Linked DNA regions of Mus musculus: region 2 is linked to region 1. Evidence: chromatin contacts called from public HiChIP or PLAC-seq data. All regions are on one chromosome and are shown on one strand. Each heading gives the region's core, a stretch centred on a gene start, on an enhancer-like site or on the middle of the called end of the contact. The rest is flanking DNA. Distances are from core to core; before and after follow the strand shown.

What was found. HiChIP or PLAC-seq counts read pairs in DNA pulled down with a chosen protein or histone mark.
Region 2: an H3K4me3 HiChIP or PLAC-seq map of forebrain shows a contact between it and region 1, with 4 times the contacts expected there. The contact joins the promoter of Usp43 here to the enhancer-like site in region 1. A contact is called at or near these places in 1 of 484 Hi-C or Micro-C datasets (embryonic stem cells), 2 of 115 datasets of contacts at active chromatin or transcription factors (embryonic stem cells and forebrain) and 1 of 9 other capture datasets (adipose tissue).

The regions. Positions count from the first base shown.
Region 1 is chr11:67,665,895-67,670,771 of GRCm38.p6, forward strand. It overlaps Gas7 (growth arrest specific 7), which reads left to right. Exons shown (of 14, transcript NM_001109657.3): 9 at 4,700-4,778. It also overlaps a transcript of Glp2r not described here. Among named protein-coding and RNA genes, the nearest start is that of Rcvrn, 27 kb to the right of the region's middle. Within about 2 kb of position 2,022, at least 39 of the 459 cell types and tissues checked have an H3K27ac peak or open chromatin away from gene starts, as enhancers often do. A contact at or near this core is called in forebrain, where this site is marked.
Region 2 is chr11:67,919,135-67,924,011 of GRCm38.p6, forward strand. Usp43 (ubiquitin specific peptidase 43) reads right to left here and starts at 3,019. Exons shown (of 15, transcript NM_173754.4): 1 at 2,411-3,019. The coding sequence starts at 2,914.

The DNA of each region.
Region 1 (4,877 bases), core at 772-3,271:
GCAGCACTCATGGCCTGAAGTCTGGGTGTCCACACTCTAGCTTTACCCACTGTGCATATTTTTGAGTGATCCAGGGCCTCCTAGGTGCTGGAGCACAGCAGAGACCCTCTGCACTGTGCCCTGCTGCTAGACAGCAGCCTCTGGGTACCCAGTTCTGTTCCCCTTCTTCTGGGTATCGGGCTTGGAGGAAACCGTGTCTGAGAATTACCTACCCAGCCTCTCAGAGTGCTTTGGAGAGCCCCAGGCCAGGCCTCATCTCCCTCTCCGATGGTGACAGTCCAGATGGGGCTTAGGGACACGTTGAACCCTCCCAGCCTCACAAGAATATTCAGTGGGAGAACTCCTGTAGGGATTGATGCCTTCTCTGCTGTCTGTCTGCAGAACCCTACCTCCCCCTCCATGATCTCAAATGACAGCCACTGTGGAAAACAGCTTGTGATAATCACAGAAATAGCACACATCCCCACTCCTTCCTAGGTCCATCCTCAAATGAATCAGAACCAGGGACTCAAACAAGCATGCTCAGAGTCACAAAGACTACGAGGCAGAAACCACCCAAATCCCATCAGGAGGTGATCAGCTGCAGAAGCTGTAGCATACTCACAGTGGATACCCGTGGATGCACAACGGGGTATCATTCACCCATAGAGAGGAATACCGAGACCCTCTACTCTATGGAGGAACCTCAAAAACGCGATGCTGAGTAAGAGAAACCATCCACAGTGGGTCACAGAGTATATCATTCCAGTCCTCTGAGATGTCCAGAATAAGCAAAGCCATAGAGACAAAGCCCATGAGTTGGTGGTCAAGAGGGAAATGAGGAGTGGCAGTTAATAGGTGCATCTTTTCATTTTGAGTGTGTATATGTCTGCTGCAGCTGCTATAACAAAGTACCACAGGTTGAGTAGCTTCAACTATAGGAATTTGCCTGGGCCTGGTGGTACACATCTGTCTGTAATCCCAGCTCTCAGGGGTGGGGGAAGAGGTGGGAAGATCATGAGTTAAAGGCCAGCCTGGGCTACACAGTGAGATCCCTGTCTAGAAAAAGAACAGAGGAAAAAAAAAAGCTTCTATTTTGTCTCAGTTCTAGAGACTGGAAGTCTAAAGTTAATGATCCAGTAGGGTCGGTGTCTGACATGGGTTCTCCCTGGGGCGACGGATGGCTAAAAATCACCTCTCCCCCTCTGTCTGGGCTGGCGTAAAGAAGCGGCCCTACAGGGACAATAATCCTATTGGATTAGGGCTCTGCCCTCCAATCTTAACTACTACTCCATCCCCCACATCCTTGGTCAGAGTTTTAAGATATGAATCAGAAGGCTAAAGGGGAGGGGGGTAAATCACAAACTTTTATTCATGACAGGGTGACAAAGTGTTTGGACTCAACTACACTGTGGATGCTGTAAACACTTTTAAGTTGCTCACCTTAAACTGGATGATATATCACGTGTGATTTTCACCTCAAATGAAAAACAGTCAAGGCTCTTGGGAAGTCAGTACCAACAGAGTCCTCAGAGGACCCCTCTGTCATCCCATCCTGCTGGGGTGAACTTCAAGAGTGGCCCACAGGGGTTGTAGTTGTGAGAGAGGTGTGATGGCGAATCAGCTCTAATCTGCCTCATGGCTAGAGTCATCCTGGGACAGAGATTTTTGCCATCTGAATATGGTTCTGATTAGGGCTTCACATGTGCTGACTGCAGCCAAGCCACCTCCTCCCCATCAGCCACAGGAAAACCCAGCAGGGCCTGTGTCCCTCTTCAGACCTGAACATGGTTAGCTGTCTCCTGGCCTCTCCTACTGCCTTCTGAGCCTGAGACAAGGCAGGAAGCACACGGAAGTAGCCCTGCCACCAGGGAATGTAGCTTCCTTTGGGTCCTTGGCATCACAGTATGGCTCTGGAGGGCTTCCAGATCCCACCCCCTTGGCTTGGGCTCCTGCCAGGGACATTTTGTCCCGCCAGCACACAGCATATGCTCCTAAGATAAGCAGCCTGCTCCTCATGCCAGACCCAAATGCATGGGCACAGTCAACCACACAAGCTCAGGTGCATCACGTGCACACACCCAGGCAAACCTTTACCGGCAGGCACAAAGTATAACAGCGCTAGATCCTGCATCTGCAACACGGCTCTGGACGTTTGGCCCGGTGCACCTTGAAGGCTTTGTGTGGATGTGGGGGCTCAGAGACCACAGGACAGATAGGGTACACTTGAGCTATCTGGCAACTTAGATGCCCTATTCAGATCAGCTGTCACAAGGCCCGTGCATGCTGGCGATTCAGCAGCCTTCAAGGACTGCCTTTTGCCTTTTGCCCTCTCACGTGCAGGGTAACGATGAAATGTGGGTCATTCTTGGCTGGCGGTTTTGACAGGAGCCTGCATTTTGATCTGTTGAGCCACAGACTATACATGAAGATAGAATACACCAGACAGCTTCTCATTTGCCTCTTTCTTATTAGATGCCATCTTTGAATGAGGATTTCTAATGGCTTTCCCCTAAACAATTAAAGTTTGTTTTTAATGAACACATATTCATTTGGACCTACAGGGCCAAGTGAGGTAGTTCTGTACATTTGAAGTGCCTTAGAATGCTGAGGAGCAAGGACATAGTAGGCATAGGGCTGAGGCCATCTGGTAATAAGGAGTGTCACCCCCTCCACCTGGGGCATGCTATCCCTGCTAGTAGGACTGAAGTCACTATCCAGGATGCGAATGGCCCAGCCCCCACTATCCTTGAGCTAACAGTCTCAAGATGCCATACCTGGCCTTAGCCAGTTACCCCATGTGCTCGGCTGGCAGCCGACTTACAGCCCTGTAAGAAGAGGCTTGGCCCCTCCCAGGGCCTTTTCAGACTGTATGTCCAGAACCTTCTGTGTGTCACTCAGCTCCCATGGCAGCACCACCTCACTCCTGCAAGAGGGGTGGCTTATTGGCTGTCAGGTTGAAGCTAGGATCTGCATTGAAACCCTGTATGCATGGCATGAGGTGATGGTCAGAGTTCCTTTTTACCATGCTGTCTCCACACAGTTCTCCTAACAGCTGCCTAAGGACCAGAAACAGAGCTCAATGGTTGAACATTTGCCTGCTACATGGGAGGTCCCAGGCTGTGTTCTCTAGTGAAATACACAGGCATGCCCTTGAGGCTCACCAGCCTGCCCTATCTGTGTGGCTTTGAGTCGGAGACCCTTATGTGCATAATTTATAAAGAAAAGAAATTGTTTATGGTTCTGAAGGCTAGGAGGTCCAAGACCAAGGAGCTAGTATCTAGAGAGTGCCTATACATTGCCCTAGCATGTGGCAAAAGCCACCACATGCCAACAGCAAGGAGAGAAGACCACTTCAGAGCACCCGAGCATTTTGTTATGGCCTCAAGAGACCCACCTCTAAGTATTATTTATTTATTATTATTTGTATGACTGCACTGTCACTGTCTTCAGACACACCAGAAGAGTACATCAGATCCCATTATAGGTGGTTGTGAGCCACCATGTGGTTGCTGGAAATTGAACTCAGGACCTCAAGAAGAGCAGTCAGTGCTCTTTTTTTTTGTTGTTGTTTTTGTTTTTATTGTTTTTTGAGACAAGGTTTCTCTGTATAGCCCTGGCTGTCCTGGAACTCACTCTGTAGACCAGGCTGGCCTCGAACTCAGAAATCCGCCTGCCTCTGCCTCCCGAGTGCTGGGATTAAAGGCGTGGTGGCCCACCACGCCCAGTTTCAGTCAGTGCTCTTAACCGCTGAGCCATCTCTCCAGCCCATGCAGGTCTGCAGGAAGGTGCATTCTCCTCCTCACAGCTTCCCAGATCCCAGACCTTACAGCAGATATGTCCACAGCATCATCACCCCAGATCCACCTTGTCTTTCTCTGATAGGACGCCAACAGCACACTTCCTTCTTCCAGACTCTATAAATGCCACTTGACAGTTTCTCATGAACACCCACCAAGACCAGGCTAGCACTGCCACCAGCTAGATAGAGAAGTAGATCATGAGGACCAATCTGCTAACTGCTGGCTTGGAACCTGGAAGCAGCAACTCAGGTGCCCTGCCCCAGCGAGCTGTCTTCTAAACAGCCTTAGCCACTGAAGTTTAATAAATTCCCCGGGACTAGCGGCTTTCCCATGAAATGAAGTCAGCTGGCTGGGTGAGAGGTCTGGAGAAGGAGTCAGGGGTCTAGTTTAGAATGGTCATGGGGCTTAAGGGTCCAGATAATGAATTCTGTATCTCAGGGCCTTTGGAAGTCTCCAGGACTTGGGGAGATGCCTTCTGCTTGGTGCATCTCTTTGGAGCAGAGAGATGGCACGGTTTAGAGTTCACGCGGCGAGCCACAGTGGGGTACATGATCCAGAATCTACTAGAGAGAAGCCATGCCTCTGCAGTTGGCTAAGGGAGCCTTCTCAGTGTGGGGCTGCACCTGGGATGTCCCTGGACCCAAGTGGACCATCTGCGCCTGTCCTGGAGGCCAAGTGGCCTGAGAATCTAGTTTTCTTTCTTCGGTTACTAGCATATGTTTGTCACCTCAGCAGCAAACCAGGGTGTGCTGTGGAAGGGTTCTGGAGACAGTGATGGTCAGGCATCAGTATTTTATGCCTCCCTAAGACATGGAGCTGAGAACCACCATCCCATCTTAGGGAGGGCTGTAGCTTTGGGGCAGAGCTCTCTTCCACGCCTCCCCCCTCCCAAGTCTAACGACTCCTTCCTGTTGCAGCTCCTTGGGAGAGGCATGGGCCCAAGTAAAGAAGAGCCTGGCAGATGAGGCTGAAGTTCATCTCAAGTTCTCTGCCAAGGTAACCCTCCTGCTCCTCCAGGGTTAGACCAGGGCCAATAACTGGTTACCAGCTCTCTCTAGCTTATATTGCTCACCCTTTTCCGTGGTACCAAGCCCC
Region 2 (4,877 bases), core at 1,769-4,268, 250 kb after region 1:
GATCCAACCTCTGCTCCATCCCTCCCCTTGGCTGTCATTTTCCCTTTCCGGGCTTGGAGCTGCCATATCCCATCTCCCATGTCCTTAGTTGACACTTTATCTTTCACAACCCAATTCAAGGTATAGGAACCTCAACAGGGAAGACCACGCTGCTCCTCCAAACAAATCATATCCTCTTGCCACAACTGTCACACCTCCTTGTGTGGTCCCTTCCCATCTTAACGCCAATTCTGAGGGCCTGCATGACCACTGTGCTGCCGTGTCCATCTCTCCTCTAGACAGTGAATCCCTGGGGAGCAGTCCCAGAATCTGGATCCAGAGTTGTCACTCAGTCCCAAGATCTGGCTTTTACCCATCACTCATCACACAGTCCGTGTTCCCAACAGAATGTCTCCATAATCGATAAACGTGCACTGACTGGGTGTGGGTTTCAATATCCATAAAGGAAAGTGGTAGCCCACCTAGTTTGCCACCCTTAATATTTAAAATCCAGGATTCTAAAATCCATTCCACTCTCCAAGTTTGGCCACCGAAAAGTCCCAGGAAAACCCCAGATTATGTCTCCCTCATTAACAGCTTGGTTATCTTTCAATTCCCCCAGGGCACTTGGGAGCTCCTGGGCCCTGGGGATTCAGACAGCAAGAGAGGAAATCCTGGTGAGTCACTGGCAGTGACTACGAATTTCAGTCTCTTCCAAGCTACTTGCCACTCTCGCTGCTGTAGTAACTGGATGAGAATGTATCTGGTAAAAGAAAGCTTACCCAAAGATCACTTCCCTTCCTCCTCTAGGTCTCTCTGCGGGAAGGAAGTGCAATTCTAGAATAAACACTTCCCGGGAGCTAGGCATATCCTTGGTGCTCTCTATATAACCCACTTAGCACAACTACTCTATAATGAAGTAACTGTCATGCACATCGGTTTTACAGATGAGAAGAGATGAATTTGCATAAAATTCATAGAGCCCCCAAGCCCTTGCTCTTTCTGTATGTACACCAACCAAGTATGTTCCTTTCCAGAGACAGGCAGGACCTGTCACTGAATCTAGACCCTCACAAATCGGCTAGATCATTCATACAGCAAGCCCAAGGGATCTACCTGGCTCCATCTCCCCAGGGCTGGAACTGTATACAAGCCTACCCTGGGATTACAGGTCCACAGTGAAGATAAAGGCCTGCAGTGGGACACCTGGCTTTTTTCCTTTTTATCTGGGTTCTGGAAACATATCCTCAAGGCTTGTATGACAAGTGATTTGTCAAGCAATGAGTCACTGCCCAAAAGACCTTGCTCTTGACCACTATACTACACTGATGATCATATCTGAACAGCAAATGTGGCCCAAAAGTGATAATAAAGACATCTGTGTGACTACTGTGCTCCTTCAGGGTCAGAGGTCAGAGAGGAAGGCAGTTGTTAGCATCCTTGCAGATAACGGGACAAAGACTGCTTTCTCAGGCTGAAACTTAAGAACCATGTATGTTTGCAGAATGAACACCGACAGTCATATTCACCCTCAATAACAATCACTAGTCCGTGGGGGTGCTTCAGCTTTCTGCCCAGAGCTGCGGTTTTGCAGCAGGATGCAAACCCTATGCATCAATTATCTGGAACACTTTCATCATCCGACTGGGACTCCACATTTGTACTTTAACGCCTTCTCATGACCCCGAAGCATTCCCAGCAAGGGGACTGTAATCTTACAGATAACAAATGCCACTTCCTGCTCACATACTGTCAGGACTTAGTATGAATTAAATTAAAGGATACCATTCTACTATAGCACTCTTAACGACTCCCTCTCCCTACTTTTGAGAATACCTGACCCACGGGTTCTCAGCACCCACTGGACTTAAATAATCCAAAGCCACTGCGTCCAAGGTCATACACGATCTGAAGACCTTCACCTGCCTTCAAAACGCTTCACTTTCAGGCCTCTGCCCTTTCTACTTATTGATCACTCTACCTGGATTATTCCTAGATCCGTTCCTTCTCGGCTTTCTGTTCCTCACGCTTCTATCTCCTCCTTCCCAAAGCTTGGCCTTCAAGGACCTGCTTCCCATGCTGCATCCTTCTAGATCCTAAGCTCTAACTCACCCTGGCCGGCAAGTCCCACTCCAACAACTGCTTTTAACCACAAAACTGCTGGACACACTTAAGGCTGCCAGCTTTCTCCACCCCAGCCCAAAATACCAGGAAGAAACTAATTTCTAAAGAAAGCATTTGCAAATGATAATGTAACATGTCACCTCGAAACAAAGGCGGTAACCCAAGGCTGGGCTGGTTAAGTAGTGTCTACCGAAGACCTACCCCCTACTCCCCGCCCAAGAACCAGGCTTGGCTGATGGTTCACACGCTTTTCAAGAGCCGAAACCAGAAGGGTCGGAGGAGTCTGCGGGCGGCTGGCGCTGCCTACCTTGAACTCTGCGGAAAGTTGGGGCGTGTATTCGCGCGTCCAGAGCGCGCGCACCAGCGCCGCCAGCTGCTCGGTGACCTCGGCGCGGCCCGGCGCCGCCCGGTAGCGCCCCAGCGCTAGGAACTCGGCCAGCAGGTCGGTGTTGCTGAGACACTGCACCACCGCGTTCATGAAACAGGTGTTGCCATGGTTCTTCAAGCCCTGAGCGCCGGGCGGACGCGCCCCGTCACCCGAAGATATCTGGGGTTGGGATCCCGGAGGACGATCTGGCCCTGGACTCCCGGCAGAGGCTGGTGCCGGGCCCGGGGCGCAGGCAAAGCCCCCTTCTCCATCGCCATCGTAGGGACTGGGCTGGGCCGGGGGCCGGGGCGGCGAGTCCCCCGAGCGGGAGCGGCTGCCCAGAGCTAGCAGGAAGCGGTTAAGCAGGCGGCGAAGGGAACGGCGGCGGCGGGGCCGGGGCGCGGGCGGCCCCTCTCCCAGTGCGTTCCCCACGCCCGGATCCATGCTGGCCACGCACGGTGGTCCGGGAGCGCAGCCCCCGAGACCCCAGGCGGGCCGGCAGCTTCCCGGTCCTCACCGCCTCCCGGAGGCGCCGGGCGCCGGCTACCTGAGAGCCAGGTGTGCGGACACCGGGCGAGGGCGGAGCCAGGGGCGGGGCCGCCACGCCACGCCCCACGCGGGAATCCGGCCCTAGGGCAGCGCCCGCCGCCGGGCTCCCGCCCCCGCGGCTGGAGCTGGGAATGCACTCCCTCTGAGCCCGCCTAGTGGACTTCCCCGCCCTTCCTTCCCGCCTTGGAACAGGCCTTTCACCTCGGCTCGCCTTCCCCGCCCATCCCTAAACAGCGTAGCTAACCCGGGGATGGAACCTTCTGAAGCGCCCAGCGAAGCAAAGCCCTGGCTCTGGCTAAGTTTCTGGTCGTGGAAGCCAGATGAAGACTAAGAAAATTGACCGGCGAGCGGTGCCCCTGTTCGTGCCCAGGTGTCCCGAGAGGCGCGCGCTGGCAGCTGTGCAGGTGGGGAGCCCAGGCTCAGGTGCATGCGGTCAGGTGGCGCCACCTCCTTTGCAGCCTTTGCCTACACCGGTCACCCCAGGACCTGAACTGGGAGTGGGAATGCTAGTGGGTTGGGAGTTTGTTTTCTTTTTCTTGCTGTTTTGTTTTGTTTTTTTAAATAACACAATAGGTTACATTCATTTTCCTTAAACTTGGGAGACTTGAACGTCCTGGTTTTCATTGGTGAAGGGAGCTCAGCGAGGTTGAGGCTGTGAAAAGAGAGGAACCGGAATTCGACCCTCCCTGGGTGCACTGCAGAGTTCAGGCTCTTTACAACCCCAGTATTTGCTTGGCAGGAAGTTTTCCGGTTCTCAGGCGCGCCCCCTACTCGGTTGCTGCTTCGCTCCTCCACGCTAAAGCCTGGCTGTATCCTTACCCAATCAGAATTAGTTTGGCCTCGCCCCGCCCTTAATTCCCTGGGTAACCCTGGAGGCCTCTGCTCCTTTTATGCCTTAACTGTCAGGTTTATAATTAATCAGGCAAGGTCTTGCAAAATGAATTTCTCATCAGTTTGTAGCTCAAAAAGAGATCAGCAGCTTTCTGGAGTCAGACTTACATCAGAACCCAAAAATGTGACTTGCTATTTAATAATAAGTGCTCATCATTTATTAAGTATCCCTCCTCGATCTTCACATAGAATTGCAGCAGTTACCTGGTGCCAAAAAGTTGCATAAGTTAAGGATAAAGAAGAAACTGTAATGTGGAGACTTGAAGTGTAAAAAGCCACCATTTACCTTCCTGGGAAAGACATCCACCTAGTTGATAAATTTATAAGGTTCATTTCATGACCCGGATGTACTGAAGGTGCCGTGGTCATAGCAGACTCTGATAAATCATCTCCGGTATTTCACCTTTGAGATCATGTCAAGATCCCCAGCAGGGAGTTTTCATTTGGTAACAGTTTCGGGAGCGGCTGTTGCTTTTGTTTTGCTAGGAGGTTGTTGGTAAGAAGGAGGGAGTCCATCACACTTATGTTGCTCAGGTTTGTCTGGAACTCTCATTCTCAACCTTAGCCTCCTGAGTGCTGGAATCCTGGGTGTGTGTCTCACGACTCACAATAAATGTCTGAGCAGAAATCTATTCTTACTTGGCAAAGTCGAAAACTGGAGCTAGAGTTGGTTTATGAGCTTGCTGTAAAGGCTAATTTTTGATTGTCGATTCGATCAAATTAAGAATCACCTGATGACCCTGTCTCGAAAAACCAAAAAATCCAAAAAAAAAAAAAAAAAAAAAAAGAATCACCTGGTTGGGGGTGGGGGAACTGGAGCGATGGCTCAGCAGTTAGGTTAAACTGCTCTTCCAGAGGTCCAGAGTTCAAGTCCCAGCAACCACATGGTGGCTCACAACCATCTATAAAGGGATCTGATGCCCCCTTCTGGAGAACAGGTGAACATATGATAGTGCACTCATACATT